2 separate regions of the Sus scrofa genome follow, and region 1 is linked to region 2. The links are chromatin contacts, called in public HiChIP or PLAC-seq maps. All regions are on one chromosome and are shown on one strand. The core of a region is the stretch at or near the end of the contact, and the rest is flanking DNA. Distances in the headings are between cores, read along the strand shown.

Region 1 (5,043 bases), core at 1,607-4,106, 550 kb after region 2:
ACCGGCCTACGCCAGAGCCACAGCAACGCGGGATCCGAGCCGCATCTGCAGCCTACACCACAGTTCACGGCAACGCCGGATCGTTAACCCACTGAGCAAGGGCAGGGACTGAACCTGCAACCTCATGGTTCCTAGTCGGATTCGTTAACCACTGCGCCACGACGGGAACTCCCTTTTTTTTTTTTTTTTTTTTTTGCCACACTCAAGGCATAGGGCAGTTCCCAGGCCAGGGGCTGAAACGGAGCCACAGTGGGACCTACGCTACATCGGTGGCAACACTGGATCTTTAACCGACTGCCACGATGGGAGCTCCTGGATTTGTAAATTCTGAGTTTCTGGGTTGCACCATGAAAGCAGTGAATTTGTAGAAGAAAACTGTTATTTGCATGTAAGTTCGAGCAGTTGCAAAGAGCCCAGAGTAAATAAATGGTAAATGAGGTACTTGTGAACAGGAAGATGGGGCAGGTACTCTTTGTAGGCACTTAAGTTATTTAATGGTGACATTGCTGCACAAAGACAAAATCCCATCTGTAGCCTTTCCTAAATCAGAAGCTGAAACCAGAGCACTCAGGCTAATTGTAAAAGGCATTTAATAAGCCTCCATCCTCCAAGGACTGCTTATTATTATCATTAGACTGAAAAACAACCAGTTGGGATTTAACAAGCAGCTGGTATTGGATTAAAATACCAACAAGCTATCATATGGATTTAATTGGGGAGGAGAGGTAATTTTAAACAGTTTTCTTAAACCGCTCTGATAAAAAAAATGCAAAATAAACACTCGTTTTGTTTTAAGAGATAATATTGAATGACTAGTTCTTGCCTTGCAACTGGCCGGATACTTACATGCATTTGTCTGATAGCCCAAACCTCTGCAGGACGTACAAGTCTTGTGTGAGTTCCACCTTCTGACATATGACCCGTTACTTGCTTGCTGTTAAGCATAACTGAAAACCCAGGAAATACTGTTGTTGCTGGAAGAGGTGAAAGCTTGGATTACTATTTATAACAGGGGATCTATTATAATACTTTTTAAAAAATGACGTGATTAGACGTATTCAGTCGAGGAGTTCCCAGCGTGACTCTTGTGACTCAGCTTGTGACTTGGGGATTAATGAACCCGACTAGCATCCATGAGGACTCGGGTTCAATTCCTGGCCTTGCTCAGTGGGTTAAGGATCGGGCGTTGCTGTGAGCTGCAGTGCAGGTCAGAAGCCGCTGGGCTCCCACTTGGCTGTGGCTGTGGCGCAGGCCAGCAGCTGCACATCTGATTCAGCTCCTAGCCTGGGGACTTCCATATACTGCGAGTGCAGCCCTAAAAAGACCAAAACACAACAAAACACTAAAAATTGTGAAAGAACATTTGTCTTCCTGGTTGAAGCAGCAGGATATGCAGTGGGATTTCTTCCCTTTAAGATGTTAAGCTCCCTTTAAATAAAAGCAGCATGGCAGCAAAGTTTGGGAAGGTTGTGTTAAGTTCTTTACTAGTGTGGAAATCAGTTGGTCAGATTTATATTCAGAATTGCTGCTGTGTCATTTTCAGGGTGAGTTTTGTTTACTGTGACAGATGTGGGAAATTTTTCTGTTAGAAATTGAAAGGCCACAGACTAGGAGGCCGCAGTCATTTCTTGCACCTTTCCACTAAGGCTTTCAAAAAGCATTTCACAAACTCTGTAAAACTCAGGCGTTGATGACAGAAGTAAACCTAGAACTCCAAATCAGTATATCCCTGTGGGGGTTTTGTTGTTGTTGTTACTGCCCCCCCCCCCGCCCCATTTTAGGGCTGCAGGTGCGGAATACGAGGTTCCCAGGCTAGGGGCCGAATCCAAGCTCTAGCCGGTGGCCTACACCACAGCCACCGAAAAGCCAGATCACAGCCACCTCTGCGACCTACAGGAATCCGAACCCGCGTCCTAATGGCTTTGTTTCTTTCTTTGTTTCCGCTGAGCTGCGATAGGAACTCCTGTGTTACTGTTTGCTTCGGAAATTATTTTTTGACTTATCAGCCAGTATGCTAAGTTCTTGGCTGTCCAATATCAAGAGGAACTGGATTGCTAGGACTAGTTAATAATATAGGGGCAATAACTGGCCTCAAAACTCCATCCCCTGTAGCCCTTAATCTTCTACCACAAGGTGCCCATCTGCGCTTTCCTCGGCTCAGAAGTGACTCCCGTGATTTGTTTTTTTGCCGCGCTTCTGGCACGCGGAAGTTCCTGGGCCGGCAATCGATCCCATAGCTACGGCAGCGAGGCGAACCGCTTCAGTGACAACACCGGATCCTTAATTGCCTGAGCCACCAGGGAACTCTCAGACCCGGTGATTTTACCCTTGGTCTAGGGCGGTCCATTGACACTCCCTCACTCTAGGCCGCCTGGCATAAGGCACTGAAGCCTTTCGGACTGACCACTATACAGTCTGAACAAAAGACGCCCAGGTTTTAGAAGATTATCTCTGGATAACCACAGTTTTTAAAGTTTGGCGCACACGCTTTCCCGTCCCACTTTCCCGGCGGCGCGGGCTTTTTGCGTCACCCGACGGCCTTCTCCCTCGACGTCGCCCTCTGTTTACGTCAGCTGGCGGACGGCCCCATGCTCGCACGCCCCACCGAAGACCGGTTCAATCGGAAATTTAATAAAAACTAATGGTGCAAGCAAAGGGAATTACAGCGCCCTTTATGGAATCGCGACATTCCCTTTTTTGTTTCTTTGGTGTGCACTGGGAATCCTAGGATAGCTATATTTTTCAAGTTTTTTTTAAAAGGTTCTTTAAATTGAAGTACCCCTCTCTCCTGTAATGGTTTCCTCCGACATCCCCCGCCCCTCCGTCTGAGCGGGCGGAACCACTCCGGAATTTTCAGAGGGTTAGCGGGCTGGGGGTAGTGGCGACGGCGTTCTGCTGGACTTCGGAGCCGCCGGGCTCTCCGGGCCTTCCCGGGGTGCGGCTCCGCGCGTTTCCTCCGCGGCCTGGGCGGTGGTACGGCCATCACCCCCTCCGCGAATCGGCCATGATACAGTCCGCGCCCCCACCCGCGGCTTGGGCGGTGGTGTGGCCCACGCCCCCACCGCCTCTGGGACGGGTGGCACGCACCGCACCCCCTCCGCCAGGCGGGCCATGGTACGGCCCGAGCCCCCACTAAACCTCTGGGCGTTGGTACGGCCCGCACCCCCACCCGCGGCCGGGGCAGTGGTACGGCCCGGGCGAGTCACGCGCCTGGGGGCGGGCGCCGTGCAGCCGCGGGGGAGGAGGTGACGGCGCGGCCCCGGACCCCGAGGGCAGCCCCAGGGGCTTCAGGACTCCGCCGGCGTCTGGCGTCGCCCTGGTCTGTCCGGTTAGTTGACCCGCGGGTTCGGGGCAAGGGGAGGGAGCCGGCCGGCGAGGCCGGGCTGAGGGGCGCGTCGGCGTCGCCGCCCCCGCCCGGGGTCCCGCGGGCCCTGGAGGTGAGGGGCCGTCGGGTGTGGCGGGTGCGGTCCGGCGCGCCCGGTCGGGGGAGGCAGGTTCGGCCCGGGGGTGGGTCGCGGCGGCCCCGGGGGGCCGGGGGCCGGGAGGAGTCCCCGCGGGAGGCGATGGGTCGCCAGCCGGGGGACACCGGGCACAATCCGCGGGGGCCGTCGGGGCCGTCGGGGCGGACGTGTCGGGGGCACCAGCCTGTCGGTGGTTGAGTGCCGGTGCCCGCGACGCCGCGTGTGTCCCCTGTGTGTACAGCGAGGCTGCGGGCCGGCAGCCGCCCTGCGCCGGGTCCTCGCAGCGTCGGCCCTCTGCGGCGGCTGCAGTTAACCCCGGGCCTGGGGCGCACCCCGGGAGGGCAGCGTCGTCCCGCGCGCCGGCCCCGGCGGGAGGGCGGGGGTTGAGCTTCTGCGTGGAGTGTGAAGGGGAGGAGGCCGTCGGGCGGGCGGACGTTTCTGCCTTTTGCTCGGATCCTGGAAAGCCCGGGCGCCCGGCGGAGACGGGGGTGGGGTGGGGGGTCCATAGAGAGCTGCCCGCTGTTCCGGCCCCGGCGGCGGTTCCCTCCCCGCGGTGAGGCTTGGCCTGTGCAGCTCAGCTTCGGGCGGCGCCCAGGGGCTTCGGGCGGCGCCCAGGGGCTTCGGTGCCTCCTGGCCGTCGCCCGGCCGGGCCTGGAGACGGGCCTTTTCCCGCTTCCACAGGCGGCGGGCTCGCAGGCTTTGCCCTGGGCTGCCTCACTGCCCTGCGGTGGCTCCTGGGCCGGGGCCCCCGGGGACCAAAGAGAGGTCAGGCGGGAGTGTTTTTCACCTAAAGATTGACAAGGGGGACTTCCCTGCGGCCTCCGTCGCTGTCGCCACTGCGGCCCAGGTCACTGCTGCGGTTCAGGTTCAGCCTCTGGCTGGCGAACTTCTGCGTGCCAGCGGTGTGGCCGCAGAGAAGCAAGAGATGAAAAGCTAAGAGGAGTCGCCCGTTTTGATTGCGGATGCTGGATGCTGGGAAGGAGCTGAGCAAGGTCGCCTCAGCTCTCCCTTCCCAGAGCGGTCTGCGGTCTGAAGGGTGAAAGTGGGGGATGCGGCCGCTGCCCCCTTATGACCAGGACTAGCAAGGAGCAGCGAGGACTTTGTGTCTCTAAGCATCTTACGTTTGAGAAGGTCCCTTAAGTTTATTGCAAGAGATCGTTTGTGAAAAGTTGCTGTAGAGGCGTGAACTCAGGCCCGTCTTTGACCCCAGTGTCCCTTCTCCGTCAGCGGCTGCTTGAAAAGTGAGAACCACGGGAATCGCCAAGTCCTTTTTGGGGACATCCTAGTTTCACGTTGGCTGTGAGCCCCTTGAGTTGTTGCTTGTTGCTGTTAGAACCTGCTGTGACTTTTTTTTCCCTTTATCTAGAAACCCTCAGGTCCCAGAGCTGAAGAAAGACTGCTGTTGGGAAGCGGCCTGTCTCGCTTTGGCCTAGGCGCCATGCGCGTCCCGTGACTGCCAAGCACGGAGGTTGGTACTGCTGCTCTGCAGACGGGGTGAACCTCGGCCAGGTGCTGCCGCGGTGTGCGCCTCTCACTGGCGAAGGTCTCACTTGTCTTTTTTCGTCTCTCACAGGAAAATAGG
Region 2 (5,491 bases), core at 284-2,783:
AAAGGCCCCACTGTGAGGGCAGCTAGCAAGGTGACTCAAGACTCCAAGCAGGGCTGGACAGGGGCCTCCCGGGTTTGGGACAATGCTGGGTTGGGAGGCCTCGGCTGCTGGGAGGCCAGGCCATGGAAGGTAGCTGTGGATCCGAGGCCCTGCGTTTGCTCATCTGCAAAGTGGTGCAGGTGCGCTAGGAAAGGTTTAAAGTAAGTGGCCTGGAAGGGATGAGCTGGGGTGGGACCGAGTGAAGAGGGTGTGACCAAGAGACAAGCCCAGGACACCAGTCAGACGGCCCGGCAGGACAGCTAAGGACGCCTGAGCAGATGACTCTTAGCTCAGAGCCAACTCAACCCCAAGGACTTCTGGCCGCCCTGCTTTGGGCGGGTGCCCGGCTCAGCTGCCAGGTAGGGCCTGCAGCCCCGCACCCACGCCTCGCTCCCAAACTAAAAATAGGAAAGACGGCCGGGGTTGACCCAGCATGGCCCTTGGAAGGCTTCCTCGTCGGAGATGAGTACTGCCACCGCCCCCCTGCCTGACCTGGGTCACCGCCCAGCTCCTGAGGGGGCTGCGCACACCCCAACCAGCGAAGGGGAGAGGGCGCGGCCGGGCCTCCCCTCCTCCTACAAGCCCCGGCTGGCGAGGGCACCGAGGCCCTGGGGACGCCAGGATGGACCCAGGATAGGACCCATCCAGACAGGACCCGAGCTCGGAGGCCAGCCCCAGCCCTTCACCAGTGGCCCTTTCCCGGCCGGAGAGCGCACCCAGGGAGGCCACGCCCCCACGCTCTGGCCGTACCTGCGTCGCGGCTTCGGCACACCTGCCGGCGGACACAGGGGGCCTGCTCGGGCCGCGCACCCCGGGGCCGTCCGGGAGTGGAACGTGAAAGACCCGGGAACCGAACGCGGAGGCCCGGGGGGCGGGCGCGTGCCCGGCGAGCAGACCGGCAGGCTCTGGCTCCAATCGGAGCGCTCGAAGCCTGCGCCCACGTGCCGCCCTGAGGCGCGCTCAGCCAATGGCGGCCGCGCGCTCCTCGGGGCGGGGCTTCCCGGCGCGCTGCTTCTTAAAGGGACAGGGCCGCGCTCCCAACCGCGACGGGGGAGAAGGCGAGCTTCCTTCTAGCTGGCACGCACCCTGCGGGCCTCTGGGTCTCTGTGGTCTGCTGCTGCCTTTCTCGTGAAGGGCACAGCGGCCTTGTCGCCTACTGGGGCTGCCATGTGCCAGCCAGGGGACGCCTCCCTCGGGGGACGAATGAGAACGTAACTGCACTCGGAGTCGCCTCCAAGCGCGGGCGCCGCGCCCCAGGGAGCGCTTCACGGGAGGCAGGCCCGCGGCTCTGGCTGAGGACCCTAGCATCCAACTCCCGCTGCCCCGTGCGCCCAGGCCTGGGTCCCGAGCCACCGGGGGCCCGGGAGCCAGCAAGCGCCGGCTGTTGAGCCTCGGGCGCCGAGGCCGAGTCCGGAGCAGAGGGCCCGGCGGCGGCGGCGGCAGGCCGAGGGGCGGGGCCGACGCGCGCCCCGCCCCGCCCCCGCGGCGCCCCGCCCCGCCCCGCCCAGCGCCGCCGGCCGCCCGCGCCCGCGCCCCGCAGCCTGCCGAGCTGCGCCGCCATGGAGGCCACCGGGGTGCTTCCGTTCGTGCGCGGCGTGGACCTCAGCGGCAACGACTTCAAGGTGAGCCCCCGGGCGGCGGCCGGGCCTCCCCCAGCCCGCCCCTCCGCTTCCTGCGGGCCCCGGACCCGCGGACCGGCTCGCTGGGCCTGGGCCCCGTCCCGAGCCGACCGCCGCGCCTCCGTCCCGCGCCCGCGGCGGGCACCCAGGCAGAACGCCGCGGGCGCGCGCGGAGAGCCCCCACCGGGCTCCGTCCAGGCGCCGGGCCCCACCCAGCCGGCCCGGGTCGGGAGCCTGTGCCCCCGCCTCCCCAGCCCTCCCTCCCCGCCCCTGTGAGGTCACACGCCCGAGCGGAGCCCTGACTCACGGCCGCGCCGCCGTCACTGCCCTGCCCCCTCCTGCCACCCCCATCCTGTGTGGTCTTGGGCAAGTCACTTCCCTTCTCCGAGCCTCGCTTTCTCATTCGAGGAAGGCACTTGAGATTAGTCTTCCGAAGGCAGGGATGCGTTTTCGTGGCGAGTGCGTCTGGCAGGTGTCGAGACCCAGGCGGCAGTTGTTTGAACAGCTGCTGAACTGAACAACCTGGGTCTCAAGGACCAGGCACTGGGGATGAGGGAGGCTGTTTTGGAGACCGGGAACCAGGCGGGCAGGGCTGGGCACCGGAGAGGAGGCGGGGCAGCAGCAGAGGCCAGAGTCAGCCTGGCTCCAAGAGGGTCATCTCCTCGGCAGGATGGGCCAGTGGGCAGACTCCGGCTGGGGTCAGTATAGTGTCAGCCCGGGTGTGCAGGGCCCAGCGGCCCAGGCTTTGGCTGGGACCCCGGGGTCGGGCCAGGGCTGAGGAGGCAGGCTTTTCTTCCTGCCTTGTTCCCTGTGTGCACCCTTGACCCTGTGCCCAGGCAGCCATACCACTTTCCTCTGCCTCCTGCCCACCATCCTGTCTGGGGGTCCCCACGTGTCCTGTACAGAGTGGGAGAGTCTGAGTCACCAGCTGGGAGTTGTAGCCGTAGGGGGAAGGGGACACCAGCCAAGGGCAGTGAAAGCACACACTGCCTAGGCCCCATGCCACAAGGGTGGGGGTACTGAGTGGGCATTTGGTTGTGGGAAGAGCTGCGAATGAGTGAACTAACCAACGGGGCTGAGGCTGGGCGACTGGCGGGGCTGGGGAGCTGTGTGCTGACGGCAGGGTGGGAGCACAGGTGGGACCTTGGAGAAGCTGAGGGGTACCCCTAACCCAGGTGCCACAGCAGGTTCGGGATGCCAGGCAAAGGCATGGAGCCCATCTAAGCACATAGTTGGGAGTGGCTGTGTCATCTGGAACAAGGCTTCCTGGGGCTGAGGTTCCAACAAGAGAGACGGGTCTCAGGGCAGCAGGTGTCTTGGATGTTAATTGGTGGTCATGACGCTTTTCCCCAGTGGGGGGGGTTTATGAATCCTGTGGGTGGGAAATTAAAGCACAGGGTGGCAAAGTGACTTGTCCAGGGTCACACAACCAGTCAGAGATGACTTTTGCTCCACAAGAGCCCCCATGGGCAGTGGAGGCCACAGGGGGTGGTAGAGCAGGGGCACCCCGTTTCCGGACCAGCGTCATCATGACGTACCACCTAGGGTGGCTACTTCCCTGAGAATGTCAAGGCCATGACCAGTCTGCGATGGCTGAAGCTCAACCGCACTGGCCTGTGCTACCTGCCGGAGGAGTTGGCCGCCCTGCAGAAGCTGGTAGGAATCTCTGGGCCAGCAGGGAGGGTCCCTGTGGATGGGGCTGGCCGGGCGGGCAGAGCCTGGGCGGACGACGCAGAGGATGCCAACGGCCATAGGCAGGGCTAGTGGGGAGGGAGTGAGCATCCCGTCCCCAGAGGAGTGCAAGAAGAGTCTGGGTCTGGGAGGGAGGGAGGCTACAGCGTGGACTGGGCCCCTGTGGCCATGGGGGGGTGGGTCTTGGGGCAGGGAGGGACACAGGGACAGCCCGCACACCCTGCTGAACCTCTGCTCCCCTGTCCCTGCCCAGGAGCACCTGTCAGTAAGCCACAACCACCTGACCACGCTTCACGGGGATCTGTCTAGCCTGCCATCGCTGCGGGTGAGTGCTGCCCTAGGGCGGGGGTGAGGGCAGGACCAGCGCCTCCGTCCACCCCGCGTCAGGCTCAGGGACCCTCTCCTGAAGTGGGGGAAAGGAGGCTTCCTTGGGTTAAGTAACCCGTGAGGGAAAAGGTAAAAATTCAAAATGCCACCTGTTGTAAACAACTACGTAACAGCTGATGCTGATTAAGCCCCTTGCCACCCCTCCCAGAAGGGCTTTTTCACACAATCCCCGCGCCCAGCAAGTTCACAGCTGAGGATGCTTGGCCATGGAGGCAGGTCCCTGGCCCAGGATCAGCCCGCCAGGCAGTGGGAGAGCTGGGCAGGCTGGGGTTGGGCTGGGAGGGGAGGTGCTCATGATGGCTCAAGTGAGCTGCCCTTAATCTGGGCTGTCCCGGTTCGCATCTGCGTTCTGTCTCTTCTCGGCTAGGTGGCCTTGGACAGGTCCCTGCCGCTTTTCGAGGTGGTCCAGTGGTGACTGCTGAGTGGCCCCGCATGGGCTTTAGGGCGGGGCGGGCAGCAGCGGTGGCCGCTCTTACTCCTCCTGTCACTTGAGTCCTGATCCTGGTCCCCCCCGCTCAGCCATCCTGCACTGACCTCATGTCTGAAGCGTGAGGCGGTTGCAGGTCTGAGAGGAGAGGAAAGCAGACGTGCTCCCAGGCTGCGCTCTGACCGGGTTTGGGTCGAGTCCTCCCATTTGGTACCAGAGCCCCGACTCAGAGCTGCATCCCTCTCTTGCTCTTTGGAGTTGGGAGGAAGAGGGGCTTTCCCATCAGAAAAGTTCCCTGAGGTGCCCTGTGCTGGGCTCTGGGGTACATTTGGGTTGGGTTTTGAGGTGTGAATAGGAGCTTATTCGTAGGCTAGGAAGGGCTCGCCAAGCCTGGGAGTGAGAGCAAAGGCCAGCCTGGGCCAGCCCTCAGGCCTGGCCTCCAGGGGCTCCTGAGAAGCTGTCCCTCTGTGGTCTCTGCTTCTCCTGAGGGTGGCAGCCAGGAAGCATGGACTCTCATGGTTTATCCCCAGGCCATCGTGGCTCGAGCCAACAGCCTGAAGAATTCTGGAGTCCCTGACGACATCTTCAAGCTGGATGATCTCTCAGTCCTGGTCAGTGGTTACCCACCACCGGGCTCTTGTTGCCAGCCTGCCATTCAGTCCCCATCTGCCACTGTGGTTCTGGGGGCCACTCGCATCCTCTTTGTGATGGACGAACTCGAGACTTAGAGCAGGCACTGCCTTGCCCAAGGTCCCTTGGGGAGCCAGTTGGCTCCCCCGGGCCCCTTCCTCCCAGGGCCTCCCTTTGGCCCTGAAACCCCCTCCCTGCTCCCCTCTTGGTGCCCATCCTGGTCCTCGAGCTGGCAGAGGCCTGGCGGGTGGGGCCAGCCCTGACACCCCTGACCCAGCCTCACCCCGACCCAGGACCTGAGCTACAACCAGCTGACGGAGTGCCCGCGGGAGCTGGAGAATGCCAAGAACATGCTGGTGCTGAACCTCAGCCACAACAGGTGCGGGGCGGGCGGGCAGGGCTGGGGACGGGGCGGCGGTCCCGGAGGCGGGCGTGTGGCCCTGACCCAGCAGCCCTCCCGCCCGCAGCATTGAGAGCATCCCCAACCAGCTCTTCATCAACCTGACGGACCTGCTGTACCTGGACCTCGGCGAGAACCGCCTGGAGAGCCTGCCCCCCCAGATGCGACGCCTGGTGCACCTGCAGACGCTTGTGCTCAACGGCAACCCGCTGCTGCACGCCCAGCTCCGGTGGGCGCCCGCCCGGCCTCCCCGCCGAGCCTCCTTCCTAGGCGTCCCGGCCCGGGGCCGCCCTTGGC

The links. HiChIP or PLAC-seq counts read pairs in DNA pulled down with a chosen protein or histone mark.
Region 1: a contact with region 2 is called in an H3K27ac HiChIP or PLAC-seq map of alveolar macrophages. The contact joins the promoter of FLCN here to the promoter of FLII in region 2. A contact is called at or near these places in 1 of 5 promoter capture datasets (liver) and 1 of 2 datasets of contacts at active chromatin or transcription factors (alveolar macrophages).

Annotation. Positions count from the first base shown.
Region 1 is chr12:61,026,330-61,031,372 of Sscrofa11.1, forward strand. It overlaps FLCN (folliculin), which reads left to right and starts at 2,857. Exons shown (of 11, transcript XR_002337421.1): 1 at 2,857-3,328; 2 at 4,828-4,929.
Region 2 is chr12:60,474,189-60,479,679 of Sscrofa11.1, forward strand. It overlaps FLII (protein flightless-1 homolog), which reads left to right and starts at 1,534. Exons shown (of 30, transcript XM_021067983.1): 1 at 1,534-1,661; 2 at 3,204-3,314; 3 at 3,604-3,675; 4 at 4,695-4,775; 5 at 5,088-5,173; 6 at 5,262-5,423. The coding sequence starts at 1,599. MIEF2 (mitochondrial dynamics protein MID49) reads right to left here and starts at 1,507. Exons shown (of 6, transcript XR_002337405.1): 1 at 1,125-1,507.